Regions from separate parts of the Mus musculus genome. Here region 2 is linked to region 1. A link is a contact called in public promoter capture Hi-C data. All regions are on one chromosome and are shown on one strand. The core of a region is the stretch at or near the end of the contact, and the rest is flanking DNA. Distances in the headings are between cores, read along the strand shown. Region 1 holds the start of 1700012B09Rik (RIKEN cDNA 1700012B09 gene). Region 2 holds the start of Chek1 (checkpoint kinase 1).

Evidence for each region. Promoter capture Hi-C pulls out the DNA fragments that hold promoters and counts their contacts.
Region 2: a contact with region 1 is called in a promoter capture Hi-C map of frontonasal cranial neural crest. The contact joins the promoter of Chek1 here to the promoter of 1700012B09Rik in region 1. A contact is called at or near these places in 3 of 39 promoter capture datasets (cranial neural crest, frontonasal cranial neural crest and maxillary cranial neural crest) and 1 of 9 other capture datasets (pancreatic islet).

The regions. Positions count from the first base shown.
Region 1 is chr9:14,769,387-14,772,709 of GRCm38.p6, forward strand. 1700012B09Rik (RIKEN cDNA 1700012B09 gene) reads right to left here and starts at 1,644. Exons shown (of 4, transcript NM_029306.3): 1 at 1,453-1,644. The coding sequence starts at 1,582.
Region 2 is chr9:36,725,276-36,728,313 of GRCm38.p6, forward strand. It overlaps Chek1 (checkpoint kinase 1), which reads right to left and starts at 1,383. Exons shown (of 13, transcript NM_007691.5): 1 at 1,288-1,383; 2 at 522-603. The coding sequence starts at 586.

The sequences.
Region 1 (3,323 bases), core at 394-2,893:
GGGGACTGGAGACAGAGGAAAGAGGAAAAGAAATGCACATACTGTGCCCTTGCTCATGCACATTTAAGTGTTGGTCAGCAGGCAGTTGTGCGCAGGACAAAGCCCAGAACTGCTGAGAACTGAGCCGCTCTGGGGGTTTGTTTTACAACAAGGGTTGCCAGGCTTCTTGACTTCTAACAGCAATTGGTGCTGATTTTTTATAATGCACCTGACCATTTTGCCTGTGTTTATTTCACAGTTGCCTGTGGGCTAATATAATTATTTATGTCTTATAATAAGAAAAGCCTGGTGTGGTGGCAGATTGATCCCTGGAGTCCCAGGCCAGACAGCCAGTCATCCAGCCATTCTAGCCTATCCTGCACGAAAACTTCAAGATCAGTAGTACATATTTTCTCAGTGAAACTTAAACCTGAGAAAAGAGAGCTGGAGTTGTCCTCTGGCCTTCATACATGCGCACACCATACACACACATACACACACGAGAGAGAGAGAGAGAGAGAGAGAGAGAGAGAGAGAGAGAGAGAGAGAGAGAGAGAGAGAGAGAGAGAGAAGAGGGCGCAAGCAGCGGGAGCCGCCAGATGCTCCTGTTAGTCCCCAGAGAGGCAATCAAGGAGGCTCTGAGCAGCCCTGGAAGCTGTTTGCACTCCTCCTTGGCCCTGTGTTTTCATCCATCTCCCTCACCAGCTGCTAAAGGATCAGGTACAGGACGCTACAAACCTGTTAGAAATATAGTTACAACTGCCTCAAGACAGTCTTTACTGATTTGAATATTGTTTGCATATTCCATGGGCAGAGGACATAAGAAAGATTGCATGTGAAATTCTAACCCAGGTAGTGATTTGGGGGTTTGGACTGCTGGAGGTGATTGTTGAAGGGTTTTAAGTATTTTGCCAGCCCTGGCTGACTTCATCTCCTTCCCCCTGCTCTGCGCCTTGGTTTTATGATCTGGGAAATGAAGGATGCCTTGTGAGGGGTGAGTGGTTCTTACCCTGCATCTCAGACAAGTAGGAGGGAGTGAACCCAGGTCCTGGAGGTCCTAGACAAGTGGTATACCACCAAGCTCTATCCCCAACACCATTAGATACATACCTCTGGGGTAATGTATTCATGGTTCCTTTAAAAAGCAATGCTGTTATCGACCAACTCAACTCAGTTGAGGATGATATCCAGCCCTTGGGCTCAGGAATTCTTGGTGAAGGGAAGATAGTCTCCTACATAGACGTTGGCCCGAGGAGATCCTGAGGGCCTAAGCTGTTCCCCATCCCTCCATGTCTGTCCCTGCTGTCACAGTAGCTTTCTGCTACTATTCTTACCTGCAAACAGCAGCTCTCCAGTTCTCCCCCAGAAACCTTAAGTACTCCAGCTAGCTCCACTTTGGGGTCTCCCCCCCTCCCCCGCCTTGTTGTCACTGGTCCCACCACTGCCAAGGTTTGAAGGTGAAGCTGAACTCACATTGTTGGCGAGACTCTTGGGGGCCACCAGGCTCAGCACGGGTGCGGCACCCCAGCCCTGCCGGCCTAGGCTGCTCCCCTTCGCGGCCCGCCTCTGAGGCTGTCCCTGCCAGCGCCTCCTGCCGCCTCATGCCACCGGGGTCTCCACGGCCTCTCAACTCCGCCACCGGCTGCTCTGGAACGCAAGGCGTCTGAGGTTGTCATAGTGACCGCAGATGCTCCGGGCCTCCAGGGCTCTGCCAATTTCCCACAGGCCCTGGGTGCAGGCAACAGCCTACCTGCTAGCAGGAGCCTTAATTCCTTAGCTACAGACCCCACGGAAAGGCCCCAGCTTTCTCAAGAGAGATGCTTCAGTTGTATAGCTGAGAGTCACAAAGGTTTGGAAAAGAGCCCGAGGCCACACAACTGTCACATGCGTGATTCAGCAAAGACTCCGAAGCCTCAAAGATTTGGTCACCACGTCCGGGTGAGTGTTAGGGTGGGCCACAGGAACAGGACCAGAAATTCCCCACTAGTCACTCATTCCATACAGTGCTTTACCAGTCACATCTAGACTTGGACATGATTCTCAACCAATTCATGTTGAAAATTCACAAGTTTGGGCTGTAAGTTACTAAATAGCTGTAGTTAGTTTACAAGGATTTTCGTACCCATAGTCTATGACAGCTCACAAAATCACCGATTTTTCAGGTGACAAACCCACAGAATTGGAAATGTGAGTCTGAAAATCGAGATTTTGTTCAAAGCAGTGGTTACCTCCGTCTCTCTTTTTTGCAGTCATTAAAAAAGTGGCACTGAGATTTTACAAAAATTAAATGTGCATTATCTTATAAAGTTAAATAATTCTACAGGGTTTTTAAAAAAAAAAAAAACAATTAAACAAATTCAGGAGACACCCTCCACAATATGTCTACTGTACCCTAGTGCCAACCACTTTCATTTTTGATTGATAATTTCCTGTAAAATGTGCAATCATTTAACCACATAAGTGGAGTAGAATCGTCTAGAAACTGACCTAACTATATGAGCACCAGATATAATAGAGGGAAGAAACTATTAAGCAGTGGAATTAGATGAAGTGGTTGCTCATCTGGAAAAAACTTGAACCTTGACTTCTAGTGAACAGTAAACTCAAACAGCAGCGTCTTAGGGTTTCCATTGCTATGAGGCACCATGACCAAGGTAAGTCATGTAAAGGCAAACACTTCATTGAGGCTGGCTTCCAGACTCAGAGAGTCCATTATCATCGTAATAGGAAGCATGGCAGCATTTAGGCATGGTGCTGGAGAAGGAGCTGAAAGTTCTACATCTTGATCCAAAGGCAGTCAGGAGAAGACTATCTTCCAGGCATCTAGGAGGAGGGCCTCTTCTGCAATGGGAGGAGCCTGAGCATGGGAGGAACCCTCTAAAGCCCACACAGTGACACACAGTGACACACAGTGACACACAGTGACACACTTCCTCCAACAAAGCCACTCTTAACATTACCACTCCCCAGAGGCCAAGCAAGTTCAAACCACCACAAGCAGATTAAGATGGATCATGGCCATAAAGGTGAAGCACCAAGACTTCTAGGCGATAACTATTGAACATGGCATGACCCTGAAGTTAGGAACAATTTCTTATACAAACAACAAAAGGCATTAACCATAAGAAAATGATAAGTTAGAGAACATAAAAATTAAGAGAGTCTCTTGATTGAAGTCAGCTATTAAGAGTGTGAGGAATCAAGTCACAGACTGGAAGAAAATTTTCTCAAAACACATTGGCCAACAAATAATGAGGACCCAGATTACATAAAGAACTCCTACAGATCAGTGTAAAGAGGGCATACAACTCAGCAAGAGATTGGAGAAAAATAGACAGATGGAT
Region 2 (3,038 bases), core at 133-2,632, about 22 Mb after region 1:
GTACAAGTTCAAGGCCAACCTAGGCAATTTAACAAGATTTTGATCTGAACAAAAACAAATGTAAGAAGAAATTTGGTGTTTTACAGGCCTAGAAATGTAGCTCATGGCAGAGCATAAGCCCAGCATGAGTGATGCACTAGGTTCAATGTCTACCATCACAAAAGAGGAGGAACAGGTGTGGATGTGCTTCACTCACTCAGAGCCTTGATGTACAAATGCGAATATCCATGCTCTTTGCCACTTGAAATAAAGGACTTTTTTTAAAGTGTGTACTCAGACAACAGGTGGAAAACTAAAGCAAACAAACAGGTAATATTTAAATTAGGAAGACCATGGTAATGGCCAGGCAGGTTAAGCCTCTTGCTGTCAGGCCTAATGATCCCTCCAAACCTTCAACAGAACCAGCTCCTGCAAGTTGTCTTCTGACCTCCACAGGTGCACGCACCATAGCACGACAGACAGACAGACAGACAGACAGACACACACTGCAATAAAAAATTAAAATGAGGACTCAAACTTACTCTCCATAGGCACCTTCTCCCAAAGTTTGCACCAAATCCCAGTCTTCCACAAAAGGCACTGCCATGACTCCAAGCACAGCGACTGTAAAATGCAGGATCCCAGAAAATACTGGGGATGAGTGTAAACTCTCATCACCTGTAATGCCACTGAGCCATGTCTCCTGCTATGATTCCGCACGACTTTCTTTTCATCTTACATCTGAACCATATTTACCCACGTCATAATACTGAACTTGAACATTTTGTCCTGTTTATCACAAATCCTGTTTCCACGTTTGTCCTCCGTCCGCCTTTATGCAAAACTGAGCACTTGCTTGGCTCCAGGGTTGCAAGACAAGAGCTTTCGGGTGAATGATCCGGAAAGGGAGTTGCGGGCAGGTCAGGGTGCGGGGGTGGGGAGCAGCTGGGTGTAACTACGGTAATTACTGCCAGAGCAGCCCCTCCTCCCACCCGCTCACTTCCAATTCCCACCCCAACGGCACGTGTCCCCAGCACCGGGAGGGAACAGGGCGGGGCCAAGCCGCGGAGAGAAGCGGGAGGCAGGGACCCCTAGAGCCGGGAAAGCATGCGAACCCCGGAGCCTTACAATCGCTCTGGTCCCTTTATGCTGGAGAGCCACGGGCCACCCGCTCCAGCCCGGGCTCCGGGCGGCCCTCCCACCTCTCTGCTAGTCTGGACCACTCCCTCCCCGCGCCCGTCCACACTAAACAAGCCCTCTGGGTCCTTTGCTGGAGTTCTTTCCCACTGTTCAGGACGCCCTTCTCACCAAGCAGTCCTTTGCCAGCTGCCACAGGAATCCAAATGCACAGCTTTTCCCGCCAAAACCTGCTTGCGTCATGCTGTCGCAAAAGCGCACACCTCTGCCGTAAAGCGGGCCGGCGCGCGTTGTCCTATCCCAGGCTCTGCAGAGGAGCGACTTCAGTAGACCGACCGCGCAAGGACCCTTCCTTCTAATACTGGCTGAAATTCTGATGTGGCCGTAGTTAAGACACAAGCTGACCAGATTTGGTATTGACGACTGCTTTGGTGAGAACTGATCTCTGAGTCCGAATGAAATGGAAATGGCACGGGGCGTGTGCCACGCCTTACGTTGCTCCACAGAGGCACCGAAGCCTCCATCCAGACTGCGCCACCAGTTGGGCCAAGAACCCAGGTTCCCTGCCACTCAGAGCCTGCAAAGGCTGCACCGTTAAGTACGTAAACCGACCTGCTCTTGACCTCGGAGCCCCAGGGAGGAAGGCTCAAACTAAGCGACACAGAGTGCTCTGTAAACTCAATTGTGCCCCCCTTAGTATTCGAATTGAGAAGCTAGCAACTGCTGCTGGAATTCTGAAAAAAAAAAAAAAAAAAAACGAAGGAAAGCAAGTGTGGTGGTGCATGCTTGTAGACCTAGAACTTGGGAAGCGTAAGCAAGAAGATCTTGAGTTCAAGGCAATCCGAGTTATACAGGGTTAGTCTTACCAAAAAAAAAAAAAAAAAAACGAAGGGGAAAAAAAACCACATCGCCGCGGATGTGTGAGGGGAAAGTGCAGTGAGAGTCACCAATATTGCCTGAACAGGAGGCTCCAGAACCAGTTAAATCTTTTTTTTTTTTTTGGGGGGGGGGGGACACACGACTATTTGCCTGTACTAGCTTTCTTAAACAAGCACGGTGGCCCACCACACTATAGAGATAAAGCAGGAGATACCCAACCAAGATGCTCGCTTTCAAGAAAAAACAAACAGCAAAGTAGACTTAATGGTGACTCATCTATAACCTCAGTCTAGGGAGGTTGAGCCAGGGAAAGTGATTCAGGTTGGTCAGCCTGAGCCAAGGGTGTGTGAGTGTGTGTGATCTTATCTAAAAAAAAAAAAGGAGGTGGGTTGGGGAGCACAATCAATATTCCTTAACTAGGCTAGACTTATGGCATAATGGTAGAATGCCTGCCAAGCATACAAAAGTCTCATAATAGAGAAATGTCAATTCTAAGAAAAGGGACTTGGATACAAAAAATAAGGAAACAATGAAACCATGTGCTGGCTAGTCAAGTGCATTGCCTCTGAGCTACATCTCCAACTCCATGAAATCTAACCTGGAAATGTTTAAACTTAAACCATGTTATCAGTTTAGGGTTCGTGTAATTAAAAACAAGCTATTAGATTATTTCCATTTCTTTGTGATTTCCTGTGTATATTCTGAAATCTACAAGAGGTTGATTTAGTCTTTTTTTTTTTTTTTTTTTTTTGGTTTTTTGAGACAGGGTTTCTCTGTGTAGCCCTGGCTGTCCTGGAACTCACTCTGTAGACCGGCTGGCCTCGAACTCAGAAATTCACCTGCCTCTGCCTCCCAAGTGCTCTTAAATGGAATCTAGGTTCCTCTAGTCTTAAATGGAATCAATGTCTTATTTCCTGGAAAAGACACAGTATCAGAGTTCTGACTTGGAGAAGAGTGTGTATATGTGTGTGTGTGTGTGTGTGTGTGTGTGTGTGTGTTTATGTGTTTGTGTGTACACCTATACCAACAACAGGGAGGTGAAT